2 separate regions of the Mus musculus genome follow, and region 1 is linked to region 2. A link is a contact called in public promoter capture Hi-C data. All regions are on one chromosome and are shown on one strand. The core of a region is the stretch at or near the end of the contact, and the rest is flanking DNA. Distances in the headings are between cores, read along the strand shown. Region 1 has its middle 16 kb from the start of 1700113B09Rik. Region 2 has its middle 7.1 kb from the start of 4930533K18Rik.

Evidence for each region. Promoter capture Hi-C pulls out the DNA fragments that hold promoters and counts their contacts.
Region 1: a promoter capture Hi-C map of hippocampal neurons shows a contact between it and region 2, with 2.7 times the contacts expected there. The contact joins two enhancer-like sites. A contact is called at or near these places in 6 of 39 promoter capture datasets (the 3T3-L1 cell line, cranial neural crest, hippocampal neurons and 2 more), 1 of 484 Hi-C or Micro-C datasets (cortical neurons) and 2 of 115 datasets of contacts at active chromatin or transcription factors (embryonic fibroblasts and embryonic stem cells).

The regions. Positions count from the first base shown.
Region 1 is chr10:71,216,126-71,219,897 of GRCm38.p6, reverse strand. No RefSeq gene overlaps it. Among named protein-coding and RNA genes, the nearest start is that of 1700113B09Rik, 16 kb to the right of the region's middle. Within about 2 kb of position 1,452, at least 37 of the 459 cell types and tissues checked have an H3K27ac peak or open chromatin away from gene starts, as enhancers often do. A contact at or near this core is called in hippocampal neurons, where this site is marked.
Region 2 is chr10:70,859,401-70,863,609 of GRCm38.p6, reverse strand. No RefSeq gene overlaps it. Among named protein-coding and RNA genes, the nearest start is that of 4930533K18Rik, 7.1 kb to the left of the region's middle. Within about 2 kb of position 2,234, at least 38 of the 459 cell types and tissues checked have an H3K27ac peak or open chromatin away from gene starts, as enhancers often do. A contact at or near this core is called in hippocampal neurons, where this site is marked.

The DNA of each region.
Region 1 (3,772 bases), core at 203-2,702, 360 kb before region 2:
GCTAGGCCACCACCTCAAGCCCTTGAGAATTTCCCCTGAGAACCCAGCGGGACGACATCCCGGGATTCCGATTCCAAAGCCTTGAAGTAGATCAGCAGATCAACCTCCAAGAGACCTGAGTACACAGGCCCTGACCCCACATGCAGCTTCAAGCTTGCTGTCACCCTGTCCCGTCCCCCCATGCCTTCACCCCTACCCCCCTGCAGCCTTTCATCATCTCTGCCTCAAGGGGAGCCCATCTCTTCCCCAGGAGGAAAGCAAACAGCAGATGTGTGTGATGACAGTGTGGTGTGTGTCCCCAAGCCATGCAGGGGACCTCTGATCTCTGTCTGGCCTTGTTTGCAAATAAATGCCTTTCTCCTAACAGCCTGGTGCTTCGGAGAGGCAGGAAGGGGACAGCCCAGGCACCTGGAAGCTAAAAGGCTTTGCTGGCTAAGCAGAATATTTAAGAAGTGGTTTCTGTTGACATCTCCAGCTTGCGGTGGTTTGAAACTGTGTCAAAGTGTTTGCAAATATTTAGAGGTTCTCAGAGAGCGTGGTGTTGGGGTAGAGACAGTTCTCACAAAAGGCACTGAAGCCACACTCAGGGCAGTTTTGAAGACCCATTTGGAAGCCGACTGGGTAGAGACTTAAAGAGAATTGTGTGCTGAAGGGGCCGTAGGCAAAGGGAGAGTTGATAAATGTGCTGCTGACCTCTGCCCTACTGTGGACAGAACCAAATTGTCCAAAGAGACCTGCTCTCGGCCGTCTTCCTTATAGGAAGATCTAAAAGCAGGCTCTAGTTTAACACAAATGATGATGAGGGAAAGAGAGAGACGGTGATGGAAGGCTAATCCAGGAGTAGCAGCTCCCAGTCTTACCCACTGGGCCAGACAGACAGACCCTCCATCCTGTGGAATCCCAGATGCAACACTGGGGACCTAACCAGGGAGGCAGGCAGGATACTTCAGCAGATCAGACTCCACAATTCTGATTGGTACATCGAGTCTCTAGATTGAAAACTGTCAACACAATGACTTCAGTTTGTTGGTTGGTAACAAGTCTGTCATTTCAAGACTCTGCTTGTTGACGGCCACTTGTTTCTTACTGGCTGAGTCCTGAAAAAAAACACAGATCTTACCCTCCAATCTCCAACCGTGGAGATGACGGGTGGGGTGGGGGCAGGGCTCAGGGCTTTGTCAAGACAAGCAAATGTGCAACAAATCAGATGCTTTCTAGTACGGCTTCCTGGGAAGCCATAGCCCACCAGAACCATGACATCATGAACCCCTCTAATTACAGAGGATAAATATCTTACAGCAGGAGAGCTAAGACAGTAACATTTGGGGCAAGTGTGACCCGAATGTCAACTGATCAGATGAGTTGTAATTTTGTCGACTAGTCTGGGAGGCTTTTCCTGGCATCGGGGGAGTTCTTAGTATCAGGTGGAGAAGCAGTTTGTTCCGCAAACACTAGAGGGCAGCAGAAGGCAGCATTTGACAAATCCAAGGGCTCAGGCTGATGACCAGCTCAAGTCCCTGGGGCTATACACATCTCTCTTCTTGCTCAGTTGCCTCTGTTTTTAAGCCAGGAGATACCTTTTCCTGTTCAGGTAATAGCCTACTCCCCACCCCCACCCCCAATTCCTCCAAAGATACAGGGAGCTGGCTGAGGTTCCTGGTGCCTTAGCTCTTCCTGCGCCTCCTGACATGTCTCCAGTACTTACAAGGGTCGGGAAACAGAGGTCCCAGATGTGATTGCAGTGTGGCTCCTCAGACAGGCCACGGAACATTTGGAAGGCACAGCGGTCTACGTGTGGAGGAAGTATGCTTTCCCTAGCTACTTAGTTGCTGGCTTCAAGGGTGACGAGGCACCGCGTGTGGGCAGGCAAGGGTTTTTCGTAGCAGCAGTGTGGCTTCGAAGGAGACAGCTTTGAAGGCAGCCTCGCTCCCTGACCGCTGTCAGTCCCAGGAACAGTTTTCTGACTCCACCATCTTGGTTATAGCAGGGCTGGCTGTCTGCACCGCAGAGGCCAGTTCCTAGCGCTTCTCTCTGCTTCCTGAGCGCGCGCATGCACACGCACACACACACACTCTCTCTCTCACACACACTCACACACACACACACACACACACACACACACACACACACACGAGCATGTGCGCTTTTCTGGCCTTCCTATTTTGTCTGGAGCCAGTCTCCTGCATTCCTTCAGTCTCTTCCTATTTAATTAAAGTGGGTTTTATCTCTGACACTGACCCCGAGTGATACAGCGGCTGAAGGTGAGCAACAGCTATAACCTGAATCCAGCACTGTCATCTGGGTCTCTGACTGAGTCCCATTAGGTGACTCAGAGGGCGTCCCACCGTGAAGCCACACTTCCTTCATGACCACTGTGACTTGTCCCTGCTTCCACAGGGAGTGACTGCCTCCCTCCCCCTCCCGCTAATGGCACAGGGATATGGTGGGTGACAGGGCCAACGCTGAAGGTCAAGCTTATAGCCCCAGCTCTTCTAACAAGCACCGACTTAGACATGGAGACAGCCTAGAGTGGGTTATCAGGAGCTGAGCCTGCTCACAGTCTAGCATGGCTTGCCTGGGGTCCACAGCGAGCCAGACAGGTTTGAGGGGAGCTGCTGATATCCTCATCTACCTCCCAGGGCTTCCTGTGTGTGAAGCCCAGCTGGCCTGGGTTCCCTGCTGTGGTTCTCAGACCAGCATTAGAAATATAGAACCTGGAGCTGCATAGATAGCTCAGTGGGTAAGAGAATTTACGCTTGCAGAAGGACTCAGCACACACATGAAGCGACTGAGAATAGCTGTGTGTGCTTATAAGCCCAGCACTGGGGGACAGAGATAGGAGGAAAGCTGGGGGCTTGCTGGATGCCAGAATAGTGGGAAAAACAAAGAGGTACGGGCTGTGTGTGTGTGTGTGTGTGTGTGTGTAGGTCATAGGACAACTTGTAACAACTTGCAGCATTCTCTCTCTGTATAGCATGTGGGGATCCAGGCTCAAACTCAGGTTAGACGCTTGGCACTAGTTGCCCTTATAGCTGGCCCATCTCACTGGCCCCCAAACTGGGGCTTAGATCTGAGACCTTTTGTGTCAGTTGAACCGTGGTGGAAGCAGATACATCTAAGTAGGAAATCGTGGGTGTTCCTAAAGAGCATGTGTTGGAAGACGAAGGAAAAAGAAAGGATGGTTGATCTTGTTACCTTGATGGCGATTAGAATCTCCATGGTAACAAACCTCTGGGCATGTCTGTGAGGGAGTTTCTAGATCGAGGTTAATCACACCTGTCAAGGCAGTAACTCCTGCTTTTGCCTGCTGGTCCTGGGTGAACCCTAGTTGATCCACAAGCCCCAGGGGTGATCCCATCTCTGCCTCCACAGTTTTGGGGTTATAGATGTGGGCTACAGTGCCCAGCATTTTTATCCATACTCACTTCTGTCTTCATACCGGTTGAACAAACCAAGTGATTTGAGATGCCGCCTTTAAGACCTGCAGTGATAGTCTGCTCCCGCAGACTGTCAGCCAGAATAAACCCTTCCTCCCTTGAGGGAGGTTTTGTCAGGTGACTGGAAAGTAACTGGAACTCACTCTGTAGACCAGGCTGGCCTCGAATTCAGAATTCCGCCTGCCTCTGCCTCCCAAGCTCTGGGGTTAAAGGCCGGCGCCACTGCACACTCATGCATGCTATTTCACCTGGGGCCAAAGGGGCGTGGCTTAAGGAGCCGAGTGGAATCCAGGGAAATGCCCGGTCACTCTCATTTGTGCGATGTAGTGCTCATC
Region 2 (4,209 bases), core at 985-3,484:
TGGAAACTTTGGGAGGTGGGACCTAGCTAGATGAAGTATGTCACTGGGGGGACAGCTCATCATCTGACATGAGATGAGTCGTGCTCTGTCCCACGCCCCTGCCACTAGAATAGTGTGAAGAGCCACACATCTGTGGACCACGGTGCCTGAAACCAGGATCCCAAAATAAAAATATTTTCTCTTCATATTGTTTCTGTCAGGTATTTTTGTCACAACAATTAAGAAGCAACTAAGATAAAGACAAAGGGTAGCAAAGACTCCATTCGAGTCTGAGTCCCGTTAGACTTCCACAAACCACACAAAGGCTTTGGCTTTGACAGAGACAGAAATCTTCCACAGCGTATTTGAGCTGGCTTAGTCTTTACCTTTACACTTTATGAGACAGAGAATGAAGAATGAATGAATGAACGTATGAACAAATGAATGAAACAATTCCAGGGAAGCATGGCTGTGATCACCCCAGGTTAAGGAAGCTTAGTTGGCTTGTCTGAATTCTGAATATATTTTGAAAGTATAGCCCGCAGGGTTGACGTCAATTCAGGGCACAAAGATGTGAAAGGACATTTTAAAGTGAACTAAGGAATTTTACATGGAAACGTGGAAGAAGTTTGTCATGGTAACAGAAATGGGAATGTCTAGATAGGATAAGACTGTGAGCAAGATAGAAGATTGATTTCAGTGGACAAACCTGCACTAGTTGACTGGAAGAGTATCTATCGCGTATAGATGTCAAAAGATATGGACAGCTGTATCCTGGGTCTAAAATTCAAGAGTGTGAACGAGAGACCAGACCTTTGGGGCTTAGGCTCCATCTTAGAGAACCTGACCTAAGGCTGAACTCGAGTTAACTAACAAGCTGGCTCCTAGCACTAGGTTCCATCCAGGTTACTCCCCAACAAATCTGCACCCCCAGGTTCCAAGCCTGCCCCTGGTACTTCACTTCCTAACAACCATCAATCAGGAGAAAAGCAGAAGTTAAGTTTATGGTTTGCTCCCAGCACCAGCCAATTATGTTAAAGGACAATAACATTCTGTAACACTCCCTACCCTCATTCCCCCCACCACCCCTTCCCGGAATCAAATGTGTGCCAGGCTAGAAACTCCCTTGCTGGTTTGCTTGCCTCTATAGATACTGGCAGGGAAACTGGGCTGGGGCAGCTCCACCTTCCTGTCCTTCCAGTTTTGTTGAACTTAAATAAAGAGCCCATAATGTGATTTGTATTGGAGTAGGCTCCTAGTTGGTCTTTTGTACTGTTACATACACAAAGCTTAAGGATGATTGAACTGATGAAATTATCAAGAGATCAAAAGCTATTAAAGTAGCCCTTGTCGTGTTTTATAAAAATAAAGAGGAGAATATGTTTGGTGGATGTGTAGTTGGGTGTGGGGGAAGGGCATGCCTCTGAGGGCCCATGCTGAGGCATCCCTTCCCCTAAGGGACCAGCCACAGACTGTATAGTATAGAATAGAGTTTATTCAGAGCACGGGACGGAGGAGTTGAGGGGCTACAGGCAGAGATAGGTAGGTAGGGAGAGAGAGAGAGGGGGGGGGGGAGGAAGACGAAGAAGGGGAGGAGGAGGAAGAGGAGAGGCCGGTCATGAGCACACGGAAAGAAAGGGGGGTGGAGGGGAGAAAGGGAAGAGGACAGAGCAAGACCAAGAGAGTAAGAAAGAGAGGAGGGATGAGCAGCCCCTTTTATAGTGAGTCAGGCACACCTGGCTGTTGCCAGGTAACTGTGGGGCTGGCAGAACCAAGATTAAAAGCCAACATCCCTGCCCATCTGGAACTTTCTGCAGCTTATATTCCATTACTAAAACCGTGCAATTAGCATGTCTGTCTGTCTGTCCATGAGAAATGCCCAGAAAAATTAACAACCATCAGCGGGTTTTTTTAGCACTTGTGTTCCCTCACAGAGCACACACACACACACACACACACACACACACACACACACACACACACACATACATTCACTGGCAGGGGTCCATGAACAGGTGTGTTTGTACGAACCATGTGTTTATAAGCTTTTTCTAAAATGACAATTTTGAAGTGTAACAGATTGACTGGAAGGGTAAGCTAGCAAGCGAAGAAAACAAATCAGGCATCAGAAGCGGAAATAAATTGCTGGCAAATCTGAGAGTAAATGTCGTTCCTGAGACCCAGAGTGTGGAGGGAGGGGGATGGGACGAATTCTGTTATTTGTCTCCCTGCCAGAGTGAATACAAGCAAGAACCGCTGCTGCTTGGCCAGATGGAGAAATCATTGTGCCCCTGACAACTCTGCCTCTGCTCCTGGTTGCCTTGGTGACAGAGAACTTGTAACATGTAAATGAGGTGAAGAGAAATTAGTGGGAAAACAGGTGGCCCAGCTAACTCTACCTTGGGCAAAGGCAGGGAGGGAAGTCAATACTGGAGGAGACCAGGAGCCAGGAGCTCACTGTAAGGAAGGGAGGCATGGGGGCTGCCTCTTCAGAAACATCTTGGCGAGGCCAAACTTTCTACATCTCCTATTATTACATCTACTCAGCCTCAATTTAGATAACCTACAACCTCGGCACCCGGGTCCAGTCTGACATCGGAGGGAGGACCCAGTAGGTGTATGAGCAGAAGAAATTTAAAATCATTCTTCTCACACAAAGGCAAGGCATTCTGACATGCACCTGGCTCAGCACCAATTTCTACTCAAATCTCTGTCCCTCCATCCCCCCAGGGATGATAGCTACTCGCCATTTGAACATGAAGCAAAAATGTAAAACAAGATATTTAGCAGAATCTGTGAACGTGGTTCTGTCTGTCCAAACTGTCCTGATAAATGCAGGTCTCACAAGCCACAGGGGTAAGATTTAAGGAGTGGACATTTTATCTCCATTATAGGGAAGGCTACACACGAAACTGAGTCTATCTTCCATACCTGGAGGGAGCATCAAGTTAGAGGAGCCACAGAGGGGTCTGTGCAGAGAAAGGAGCACTGTCTCCAGGGTTGGAGCCATGAGAAGCCACGGTGTGACAGCTCTTTTTAAAATCTGATTTCAAATTCAAAATGCAAACTTGGCTTTGCATCCTGGAACAATGTATCTGGTAAACTGTAATTTGGATGTCTCAATGTTGGATTTCCAAATCTCTTAAAAAAATGTTTCAAGGGCAGGTTGGAAGGATTAAAGGACGAGGAAGATGGGAGGGAAAGGCATCTGTTTTTAATGTTGATCTTCTGCCTTGAGGACGGAGCATCTGGAGAGAGTGGGAAAGAAGGAAGCACGCAGACTGTGGACCAATAATGTTAGGAAGCCAATGATTTTGTTCTGTGGTTTCATGTCAGGAGGATGAAGGTGAGGCTGCCCGGGAGAAACAGGAAAGAAAGTCCAGAAAGGGGTGCCCATGAGGACGCTGGCCTTGTCATTTTCAAGCAAAGGTAGAAGATCCAGGCATGAGCCCAGGGACTATCAGCAGCTGCTCCAGAGAAACAGCACACTAAGCCTTGCAAAGCTGTGACCGATTTTCTGATTCCTTAGCATCCTGGGTCCTTACCCAAATGGCAATTGCCCATAGGAAGGACAGAGGAGGAAGGACTCATGGACACAGTCACTGCAAAACATGGGCTGCGCTGATGGTGTACACTTTAAGAAATGGGTGTCTTTTTTATTTAATAACCTGTCTCTGTTTGTCTCTGTCTGTGTCTCTGTCCTTCTCTCTCTGTCTTTCTCTGCCCCCCCCCTCTGCCTCTGTCTGTCTCTGTCTGTGTCTCTGTTTCTTCTGACTGTCTACCTCTGTTTCTCTAACCTACTTTCTTATAAACAGTGTTGATAACCTAAAGATAAAAATCCTTAGAAGCAAACTGGTCAGGGAAATTCATCCTTATTGATTGATTGATTGGTCTGTTTCTAGACAGGACTGGCAAAAGGCTTTGTGTGGCCTCATCTGTCCTAGAACTCATCCTTACTTCAGCTAACCGGAAGCACTCAGAAGCCTCAGGTGGAGCCTTGCTTTCCTTAGCAGAGGCAGAAGGAAGCAGTGTGGACTGAAAACTTGGCTCCAGAGCCTTGAGCTTCGGCTAGAAATCAGCTTTCGTAGGGTGGCCATCTTCCTTCTTGCTGTGTAGACAGAGCATGACATACTCACCTTCCTGGCTGAGCCTGAGATAAACTTTCACGGACTTTTCCACTTAGAAAGCGCTGTAGTTTAGCACTTAATGTTTCTATAAAACTGTGTAGAT